Regions from separate parts of the Mus musculus genome. Here region 1 is linked to region 2. Evidence: chromatin contacts called from public promoter capture Hi-C data. All regions are on one chromosome and are shown on one strand. The core of a region is the stretch at or near the end of the contact, and the rest is flanking DNA. Distances in the headings are between cores, read along the strand shown. Region 1 holds the start of Ric1 (RAB6A GEF complex partner 1). Region 2 overlaps Jak2 (Janus kinase 2).

What was found. Promoter capture Hi-C pulls out the DNA fragments that hold promoters and counts their contacts.
Region 1: a promoter capture Hi-C map of pre-B cells shows a contact between it and region 2. A contact is called at or near these places in 7 of 39 promoter capture datasets (the C10 cell line, the HPC-7 cell line, HPC-7-derived erythroid cells and 3 more), 3 of 484 Hi-C or Micro-C datasets (bone marrow-derived macrophages, embryonic stem cells and nephron progenitors), 3 of 130 datasets of targeted methods (double positive thymocytes, epiblast stem cells and large pre-B cells) and 3 of 9 other capture datasets (adipose tissue, liver and pancreatic islet).

Annotation. Positions count from the first base shown.
Region 1 is chr19:29,519,778-29,525,008 of GRCm38.p6, forward strand. Ric1 (RAB6A GEF complex partner 1) reads left to right here and starts at 2,505. Exons shown (of 26, transcript NM_001081319.1): 1 at 2,505-2,889. The coding sequence starts at 2,746. It overlaps A930007I19Rik (RIKEN cDNA A930007I19 gene), which reads right to left and starts at 2,210. Exons shown (of 4, transcript NR_015567.3): 1 at 2,113-2,210; 2 at 1,071-1,192.
Region 2 is chr19:29,267,810-29,272,790 of GRCm38.p6, forward strand. It overlaps Jak2 (Janus kinase 2), which reads left to right. Exons shown (of 25, transcript NM_008413.4): 4 at 3,542-3,665. Among named protein-coding and RNA genes, the nearest start is that of Jak2, 18 kb to the left of the region's middle.

The DNA of each region.
Region 1 (5,231 bases), core at 1,255-3,754, 250 kb after region 2:
CAAGGTTCTCTAGAGGCACAGAACTTATAGAATGAATCTCTATCTATCTATCTATCTATCTATCTATCTATCTATCTACCATCTATCAGTGATTCATTAGAATAGCTTACAGGCTGTGATCCAGCAAGCCCAACAATTGCTGTCTACCAATGCAAGATCTAAGAATCCAGTAGTAGTTCAGACCATAAGGCTGGATGTCTCAGCTGGTCTTCGGTATTCACCAGAGTCCCAAAGAAGTAGGCTTTAATTCCAAGAAGAAATGGATGTGCCAGCGAAAGCAAGAACAAACAGGAAGGGGGCAAAAGCTGCTTTCTTCCTGCATACAGGTTGCCAGCAGAAGCTGTGGCCCAGAGTCTCACCTCAGAACATTGAGATTAGAAGTGTGTCTTCTTCCCACTGCCAATGACTTAATTCATAAACAAAACCAAAATCCCTCACATGTGTACCTAGCCACTTTGGTTCCCGATGTAGTCAAGCCGGCTACCAAGAATAGCCAAATACAATAGGTATCCATCATGCCTGGCTTATGAGGTATGATTTAAGGCTAAAACTCTGTGTCTCCTTACAAAATAATATAGGAGGGTCTGGATATCTGTCTCTTTCTCCATGCATAGACCACATAATGGCACTAGTCTTTATAGAAATTGTATCAACTTATCCTCCAATACATGGTTTATAGAGGTACTTGTTTCCATGCACCCTGATCAAGAGTACTCTTGTAATAAAAAAGTTAAGTCTGATAGAACCAAATATGTACCTACTTTTACCAGTTTACGTGAGGTTCAAAGTCATCCAGAGAGTTTGGCTGGAGTGGTGATGGAGGGAGAAAGTGGTGATGGGGGGGGGGTACGGGGGGACAGAAGATTTGAGCACTGGAATTGTTAGCACATTTCACAATGTTAAAGTATGATCTTTGAACCTCAGGTCGGTCTATATTATATAACGTTTCAGTCACAGTGGGTAACACTTAGGGAGATTTACAGTGAGATATTTTACCCATCACTCCCAAGTGAGAAAGGACCAGAGGGTCTCCTCCTCCTGTCCATGTTCAGGCCACTCTCACACTTCACCTTGAGCTGGTCTAAAGACTGCTGGGTCCTTGGAAGGGAGAGCAGTTTTTCTTAGGCCATGTGACCTTGGGCATATCCAGCACTTTAACTAGCGATGATCCAGCACCATCATCTGTGGTTTTCTGTGGAATTAAATCAAAGCATCCTCTTAATTTTTTTGTAGACCTTAGCTGCTACAAAAGATCACAGGAGGAGAATCCCACCCAGAAGCTCACCAGTAAGTGAGGTCAAAAAAAAAAACAATTAAAAATTACTTAGAAACATCTACACTGCCCATGATTGCAGACACACTGGTGAGGCACATGAACACACTGAAGTAGAGGTAGAGCAAACATTCTCAATGGAATTGCAGCACATTTTCACTTCCTCTGCCACGTGTACAACTCTGTCTGAAAAGTACTAGACAACGAAGTTCTTCTATGATTTTATATTGGCAAGGCAGAGACCTCTCTGGACCTCTTGATTTATCCAGCGGGTGTAACTCGGATCATCAAGATTCCGTCCACACAGATGAAAATCTGAAAAATAGTTTTCAGGTCTGCTCTGCTTAAAATATCCCAGGAATGCTGTGTTGGCCTGTGGGACACACCAGGACAGAGATTCTAGGAGATCCTCTGGAAACAAAAGGCTAGTGAGCTGGGACTTTAGTCAACGTCTTCGAAAAGCAAGCGTTAGAACAATTACGGAAAGTTACATTGTTATTAAAATCCGGATTGTTACTTTGTTGTTACTTTTAAACTTTGAAAGAGTTACAAAAAGCTGCAGCTATTTTTAAGGTTCCAGGTCCAAAAGTTGAGCACCCCTTCATTCCTCCCAACCCCCAAATTAAAAACATCAATACGGTATCTCCAGTCTGGATCAACACAAAACCTAAGTCCATTTCTTTTCCTGAACAGTTTACTGGGGCTGCAAAAGACCCCATCTGGCTTCGCCTAGCATTAATAACTAAACAGGCAGACAAGACTGAAGCACTTTAGTGACTGAATAAAGAGCCTGCCTAGAATGTAAGCTCTGTACGGCCAGGGACATCACCAGCTCTCACTTTAAACCGCAGCACACAAAGGATTTGTGGGTACAGACTCGAACCCCAAGCCTTGGAGTCGCAGAGACCCAGCTCCAAGCGCAGCCCGGGAGTCACGTGACGCGCGCTCCGCTCGCCCCGCCCCCTTCAACCCCGGAGGTCGCGCCAATCCAGGGATCGTGCAAGTGGGCCCGGCCGCTCCGATTGTCACTGACTGAGCCTGTCGCCTCATCCCGGTCCCCAGCTCCACGCGCCAGGTCGCCAGCCAGCAAGGCGTCCCGAGCCCTCGACGTCCTGCCCCGCGGCCTGCGTTCTGACGCGGGGCGGTCCGAGGGAGCCGGGCGGAGCCTCCCCGCGCCGTGCGGCGTGCTGACGCGAGCGGCGAGCGGGGCGGGCCGGCCTCGGCTCCTCCCGCCGCGGGCCCACTGGCCGCCCGCCTCCCCCACCCTCGGCCGGTCAGCGTCCCAGACTGCGTCGCGCAGCATCGCGTCGGCCCGGCCCGGCCCGGCCCCCGGGCAGATGCCCCGAGTTGCCGCTGTCGCCGCCGCCGACTCGGCCGGTGGCGGTGTGGGAGGTGGGCGCCTGGCCCGGGGCCGCCGAGCGTGACAGACACGGCCGGGGCCGCCGGGGGGCTGTCGGGGCCGCGCGCGGACCATGTATTTCCTGAGCGGCTGGCCCAAGAGGCTGCTCTGCGCGCCGCGGAGCCCGGCCGAGGCGCCGCTCCACGTCCAGTCTGACCCTCGGAGAGCGTTCTTCGCCGTGCTGGCCCCGGCCCGCCTCAGCATCTGGTACAGCCGAGTAAGTAGGCGCCGGCGTCCCGACTTCCCCCGAGCGGCCCCTGTCCGGTCCCGACTTCCCCAGAGAGGCCCGGATCTAGTCCCGATTCTCCCCGAGCGACCCTGGCCCCGTCCCGACTCCCTCCGAACGACCACCGTCCGGTCCCAACTAACCCCGGGCGAACCCAGAACCATCCTGATCACCCTCCCTATAGTGACCCTGGAACTGGCGCGACTGCCGCCGAGCGACCCCGGACCGGTCCCGACTTCCCCCGAGCGACCCCGGCCAGTCCCGACTCCCTCCGAGGGAGCGACGGCGGTCCCGTCCCAACTAACTACCCCCGAGCGACCCCAGCCGGTCCCGACTTACCCCGAGCGACCCTCGCTCTCGAGTTGGAGCCGCGCGCGGACAGTCTCCACTGCACCCCAGTCCCCGCGTGGCACCCACAGCCGCGCGCCAGGCCTGGAGCTCCCTGGCGGAGCCCAGACTTGCCTGCCTCTCTGCCCCCATTGCCGCCGAGCCAATCTGTTGGAGCGTCCCCCAGCACTCCGGCAGCTGTGGCGTCCCCGCTCCCCCACCCCCCACCCCTGCTTTAAAGGTTGTTGTTTAGTGGAGTTCCGGAAAGCCTGTTGGTCTTTACCAAGTGTCAGAATTTACAGTCCTGTGGTAATTGATTTCTGAAAACTTAAAGACTTGTTGGGTTTGAGTGTAGATATCTGGTAACTTTAGCTCCGGGTCTCCCCCACACATCACGGACTCCAGTCCTTTTCTTGGCTGCTCTTGGACTCTGGAGAGCTCTGCTGGGATGGTTGGAGAGTCGGGGAGCTCACGTCTGTCCGCGCCGCACCTGGAAATTATTATTTCCAGGCTTAGAAAGAGCATGGGGTCAGAATTCTTTGCTTTCAGCCTGGCTTTTTTTTTTTTTTCCTCCCGTGCCTTGAGTTCCGAGTAGATAAGAGAATTAACTTGAAAAAGTAAGGGGTGAATGGGCTAGCCCCCGTCCGGTTTTTGTTGCTCCTGGACATCTGTAAAAATTACAGAATTCTGAGTTTTAAGATCCCCCCCCACACACTGCATTCAGAGAGACAGTACTAATTGATGTCAGAGTGGTGGTGGTCTTGAAAAGAGACTAGAGGTTGGTTGACCTTGCCCTTGCTAGATATGTGAAACACTGGTTTTGGTTTGGTTAAACCCTTTAGATCTCTGCTTATTACCATGGTGTGCTGATAATGCCCTTGATTGTCCGCACACACAGCTGTGGTAAAACCGATGCTAGAATTTAAGCAATTTAATTGGTTTCTCTTTTACTATTACATAGTTAGGCTATTTGTCACTAAGTTTTGGCTGACCTAATTTTCAGAAAGGTATGAAAACCGCAGGTTACTAAACAATTACAGCATCAGCAATGTGATACTCAGATCCGTGCTGAATTGAATTTTTAAATATGTGCGTTGTAAATGTAAGTTGGTACCTAAGTGAGATCCGTTTTCAATTTATGAGCAGTTGAACAACTTTTATGTAGTGCAACTATTTAAAGTCAATAGTTGTTTGGAAGAGCATAATTAGAAGTTGAATTTTACATTGTTTCCTAAATTTAGTAGTTTTGTTCGAATGTAACACTTTTAAAATCTAACGTTTTAATCATTTTAACCCCTAAGGATACAAATCTGATTTATGTAAGTTTAGCATGGTAGGCCAGAAGCTTGTAGGCTACCTTCTCCACACACACCCCACCCCCACCCCCACATTAAAATGAGTCTCAGTTGTCTTGTGGACATTGTGACATGGATAAAATCTGTTTGGCTTGGGAGTTAGATGTAGTGTTATGGAACTTATGCATCCTCTGTTCATTCCCTTCAAACTCCCACTCTACACACCTGAGTCTCACAAAAGTACCTTGGTTACTACTGATCTCTAGTGTGTGAAACTTAGAATTTCACACACATACAAAACAATCACACACAGGGAAAGAAAACGTTTTCAGAGGGTAGATTTCGGGGAAATATATGGGTTCAGAGGCATAAAGTGAAATCAATTTCTGGACTATGGTAGGGAGCCTACAGGGCACTCTAGGTTTAGAGTTAACCTGAAACTCTGTGCACAAGCTTTGTGATTTAGAAAATCATGCTTAAATGAGATGATTCAAAGTCTGATTATGTGGCTGAGGAGTGGGAACGGTGCCAGGCTCCACCTGCCAAGTCTCCTTCTCTTGGGATATATGCTTGTAGCTTTTCTTATCCTGTGAGAACGTTCATTTTAACTTTCTTATTTCCAAACTTTACAACACAGTGTTTAGGTTCAAAATATTAAAAGCAAAACTACCTCTAGGTAAATCAAAGAGGCTATCACTTATACCCATAATT
Region 2 (4,981 bases), core at 2,347-4,846:
AGTCTCACTTTTGACGTATTTTTAGTTTTATTCGAAGTTCTAAAGGTTAGAGTTAACCCTGTACATGTATTATTTTCTTTAGAAGTACTGACAGAGTCTACCTAAGCCAGTGGCTTTATTCCTGTTGTTTGCTGAACTCGATAACACTCCCACTGTCGCAGGCTTTCTTCTTCTGAAGCTTATGTGCTGCTTTGTCACTATGTTATGGCTCCTCACACAGGAGGAAGTGCCAGGTGGACGTGTTTAAATATTTTATACACACAAGGTCCTCAAATTAGATACTGCTTTTTCCAAAGCTACCCTAGTTTGTCTTTCTAACGAAATTGTAACAACTGTAGTTCACAGGACAGCTCACTAGTAGGAATCTTGCTGTTTTTGCTGAAATGAATGGCTTAAAGTGCTGTTGTGTTCGATTCGTTTGCACTTCCTTCAACACTCGGTATTGCATGCCTGTTGTGTGGATTTGCTTTACAAGAAATAATATTTCATTCTGTAGCATTAGTAACTCTTAATCTTCATTTTTTTAATTATAAAATACTTCAGTTAATATTTTATATAAGTATAAAGTACAAACCAGGGTACCTAGGATTTAAATTTTATCATTTTGCCATTTTGATTTCTATAGTGTTATTTTGATATATTACATTAATAGAATTTACTAATTTTCTAATTTAGCTCTCTCTGCAATTCTTTGATAAATGAACAATGGACTTTGTTGTTTTTTTTTTTTTTTTAAGAAACATTTATGGATTGGGTTTGTTAGTACTTAGTTTAAGATTCTTATATTTTGATAAATAGAAATTTGTGTTAAAACAAAATGTCTTTTGTGTTTTGGTTATGCTTTCATGTAACTTCTGAACCTGGTTATTTTCATTCGTTCCGGATTTTCCTTTTATTCTCTTCAACCTTTATTTTCCATTTAAAAAAATGTAGGTAGATTCTATGTCTTATGTAATGTAGTTTTATTTAGTTTTTTATTTCAAAATATTTTTTAAAGTTATATTTTTCTGAAAATTGTCTATCTTTTTAAATATATTGGTGCAATGCTCTTCTAGCACTTTGTCTTTTAATTTGCTTTTAATTCAGCTTGCATCTATTTTTATTCCTTGTTAGATATGACAATGACTGTTAATTTTGTTAATTATTAAAAAAAATCAACATCATCGATTAGTTTTGTTTACTCTGCACTATTAACTTTCACTTTTAAAACTCTTTGTGTGGGCTGGAGAGATGGCTCAGTGGTTAAGAGCACTGACTATTCTTCCAGACATCTTGAGTTCAATTCTCAGCAGCCATACGGTTGCTCACAACCATCTGTAAAGGGATCTGATGCCCTCTTCTGGTGTGTCTGAAGACAGCTACAGTGTGCTCATATACATACAATAATAAAAAGTCTTAAAACTCTTTGCGTGTGTCTATGTGTGTGTGCACTTGTGCACACACACATACAGACATACGGATATGCACATGTATGCAGATGCCTGCAAAGGCCAGAAGAAGGTATCACATTCTCTTAGAGCTGGAGTTACAAGCTGTTGTGGACAGCTTGAAATGGGGACTAACAATTGTACTCTAGTCCTCTGAAAGAACAATGAGTGTCCCTACTGCTGAGCGCTCTCCAGACTCTTCCTCTAACTTTACTGTTTTCTTCTTTTGGCTTTCTGCCATTGTTCTTTTGTTTTCTGATGTACTGATACCCAGGTGATTCTGTTATTGTCTGATGTAAATGGGTTACTACATATAATTTTTCCTATGAGTACATTTAAATTTCATTAATAATTTTTCCTTTGACATGAGATATTTATAAATACTTGCAGTTGAATTTGTCGCAGATCTTTCTTTGACCTATGAGGCATATTGAAGTATTTGTAAATACATAAGGAATAAAGGGTACCTTTAAAAAGCTGCTACTGAATAACATTTATAATTTATAAATTACTACAAACCTACAGAGAGTTGAATTGAGTTTCAAATTATAATTTAAATCCTATCAGTTTATCCCATTTATGTATAAAGTGGAAATAAATGAATATATTGTTATAATAAAAATATTCTCATGAAATATAGGCTTCAATATAGGATTTATTTTTATGTACTCAATTCTGATTTAATTGAAATGCTAGAAAAGGTGGTGTGTGAAGACTTGTTTTGAGTCCCAGGGGATTATTTGGTGCGTTCATGTACATATATGGATGTGTGTGGATGGTTTAAAATATACTTGAAAAATAATATATACTATTATATTGCTATGTTCTATGTACTTTTTTAGACCATTGCCCTTCAACCTTTACAAATATCTTTTATATTTATTTTATGTGTGTGACTGTTTTGCCTGCATGTATGTATGTGTATCACATGCATGCCTGGTGCTCAAGGAGATCAGAAGAGGGCATTGGATTCCTTGGAACTAGAGTGAAAGATAGTTGTAAGCTGCTGTGTAGGTGTGTACATGTGCATGCCTGAGGAGGCCAGAGTCATCAGTCAGTTCCTGCCTGATAGATAGAGTTAGAGGTGGCTGTGAGCTGCACAGGGTGGATGCTGTCAGCTGTCTTAGGTCCTTTGCAAGCGCACTATGAATCTTAACTGACGAGCTAGCTCTGCAGCCCTCCTTTAACATTTTATGTGTTTCTTAACATATCTGCCCCCTAGTGTTTTTTCTTTCTCTCGTACTTGAAATTGAACCTGACAGCTCACACCCCCCAGACATGCACTCCACACTGAGCTCTGTCCTTACTTCTGCGAAGTGCCTGAAAAAGATGCTGATGCGGTGCTACACTCTTGTAATCCTAGCAGTTGAGACACGGAGGCTGCCCTGTCAGAGCTTAATGTCAGCTTCATTTGCATAAGGGGTTTGAGGTCAGCTTGGACTACATAAGACCCTATTACAAAAAGGGGAAAGGATGGAAAAAGTATTTGGGGGCAGAGAGATAGCTCAGTTGTCATTTAACCTGTAAGGGGCTAGTGAGATGGCTCAGTGGGCCTTTACATTTTTTTTTTAAATGGTGCATCAAATATAATTATTAGTATAGTGTGTAAAATTTCTCATTTTAATATGAAAAGTTTTCATTCTTATAAAAGTATCCAGTGGCTTGTTATTATCTCAGTGATTTGATAATTAGTATCAATTAAAATATACACATGTATACTTGTGCATACTCATACAAGATAGTTTTTCCCTCAGGGTTTAAGAGTTACTTGGAAACTCTCTTTAGAAGACAGTTAAAAGCTGGATAAACTGTACTTTTATCTTCATGTAAGAATGCCAGTATTATTTTTTACAATATATAGAGAGGAGTATTTGATTAAAACTTAGTTTTAGGGAGTGTTTTCCCACGGTATTTCACCTGCGACTGGAGTTTCTGCTGACTGTTAGAGCTGTCACCAGGGCTCCCAGATTGTGTTATGTAAATGTTCTGCCCTTTGCATCTGCAGTCAGTTCCTTATGACTCACCGGCTAGGTATCACGTCACGCAGATTGTGCATGTTATGTAAATGCTCTGCTAGCTAGCTATAATCAGTCCCTTTTATGCTTCCTTTCTAGGTATTACGCCTGTGTATCATAATATGTTTGCGTTAATGAGTGAAACCGAAAGGATCTGGTACCCACCCAATCATGTCTTCCACATAGACGAGTCAACCAGGCATGACATACTCTACAGGATAAGGTACTTCCTGACGCCAAGTGACTCGCGTATTAGCAAAAGATAAAGCCAGAGAAACTGTTGGCTCTGTAAGGTGATAGCTACGATGTTTTGTTCTGTTGGGATGCCACTTCATGACTTTTGATTATAATTAAGAATTTTAAAAAAAGAACAGGTGAAAATAGCCTGCAATCAGTCCTTAGTGTCTGGAATATTGCCAGTTTCCCAGGAGATGTGATGTGTGTGCAATAAAAAGCAATCTTAACAATTTTTTTTTTACAAATAAAATTTTAAAGTTGAAAGTTTTTGTTTATAAGTTAATGTATTTAGCTATATATGGCAATGTGAAAAATATTAATATTCAGAAAATAAAAATCCAGATTTTTTTTCTGTATAAAGGAATAGCAAATAATTTTGGTTTTACAGATAGCTGTAAATTTCCAAGCACTTACATGTTATTTAATTTTCTTATGACTTAATGAAACATTCAGAATTCCCTGTAATATATAAAGAATCTGATGTGACGTATTACTCATAGTTGTTCATGCTCTTACCGCTTGGAAAAGTTTGAACTCAGACCTAGCTTTCTTCATAAACTGCCTTCTCACCAGCTTGCTTTTACCTCATTGTAGAGATAATATGTGTAGTATTTACTGTCATTATTTGATGGTCTGTCTTATTGATTTTTATTTGTTGAGACAGGTACAACAGACTTCCTCTGACCTCACTGACTAGCGGGGACTGACCTTGAACCTGCCTCTTAACCCCCAGTCATTCTGAGATCACAGGCGTGGCCACCACACCCAGTTGGTTTTGCTGAAATCAAACCCAGGGTGTTAAATGTGCTAGGCAGAGTGGTGACATTATTAGTACTTAATGCGTTCTTAGTAAATTTTCATATTTCATTACTTATTTTCTTCTCCTTGGTCTGTATAAAATATGTAGATGCATGTGTTTGGGTTTTCTGCTTTTAAGGTAAAACAATGTTAGTAAAAGAGTTCAGGGTCTAAGTGGTGAACATAGGAAAGGCAGGGGAATGAGCTGGAGGAATGGCTTGGAGGTTTAAAAGCCCTGGCTACCCTTTCTAGAGGACCCAGGTTCCATTCCTAGTACCTACATGGCAGCTCACAAATGTTCCAGGGGGGGTCTAATGCCCTCTTCTGGCCTAAACACAAAATACATATGCATATTTATTTTAGAAGAAAACAAAAGTAATGGCCTTTTTACATAAAGTAGCCAGTTGTAACAAAATAATGAAGCTTTCATAAAATAATTTTATAGCTTTAACTATTTGGGGATAATCTAAATAAGTAAAAAATAAGAAACAATGTGGGTGTGGG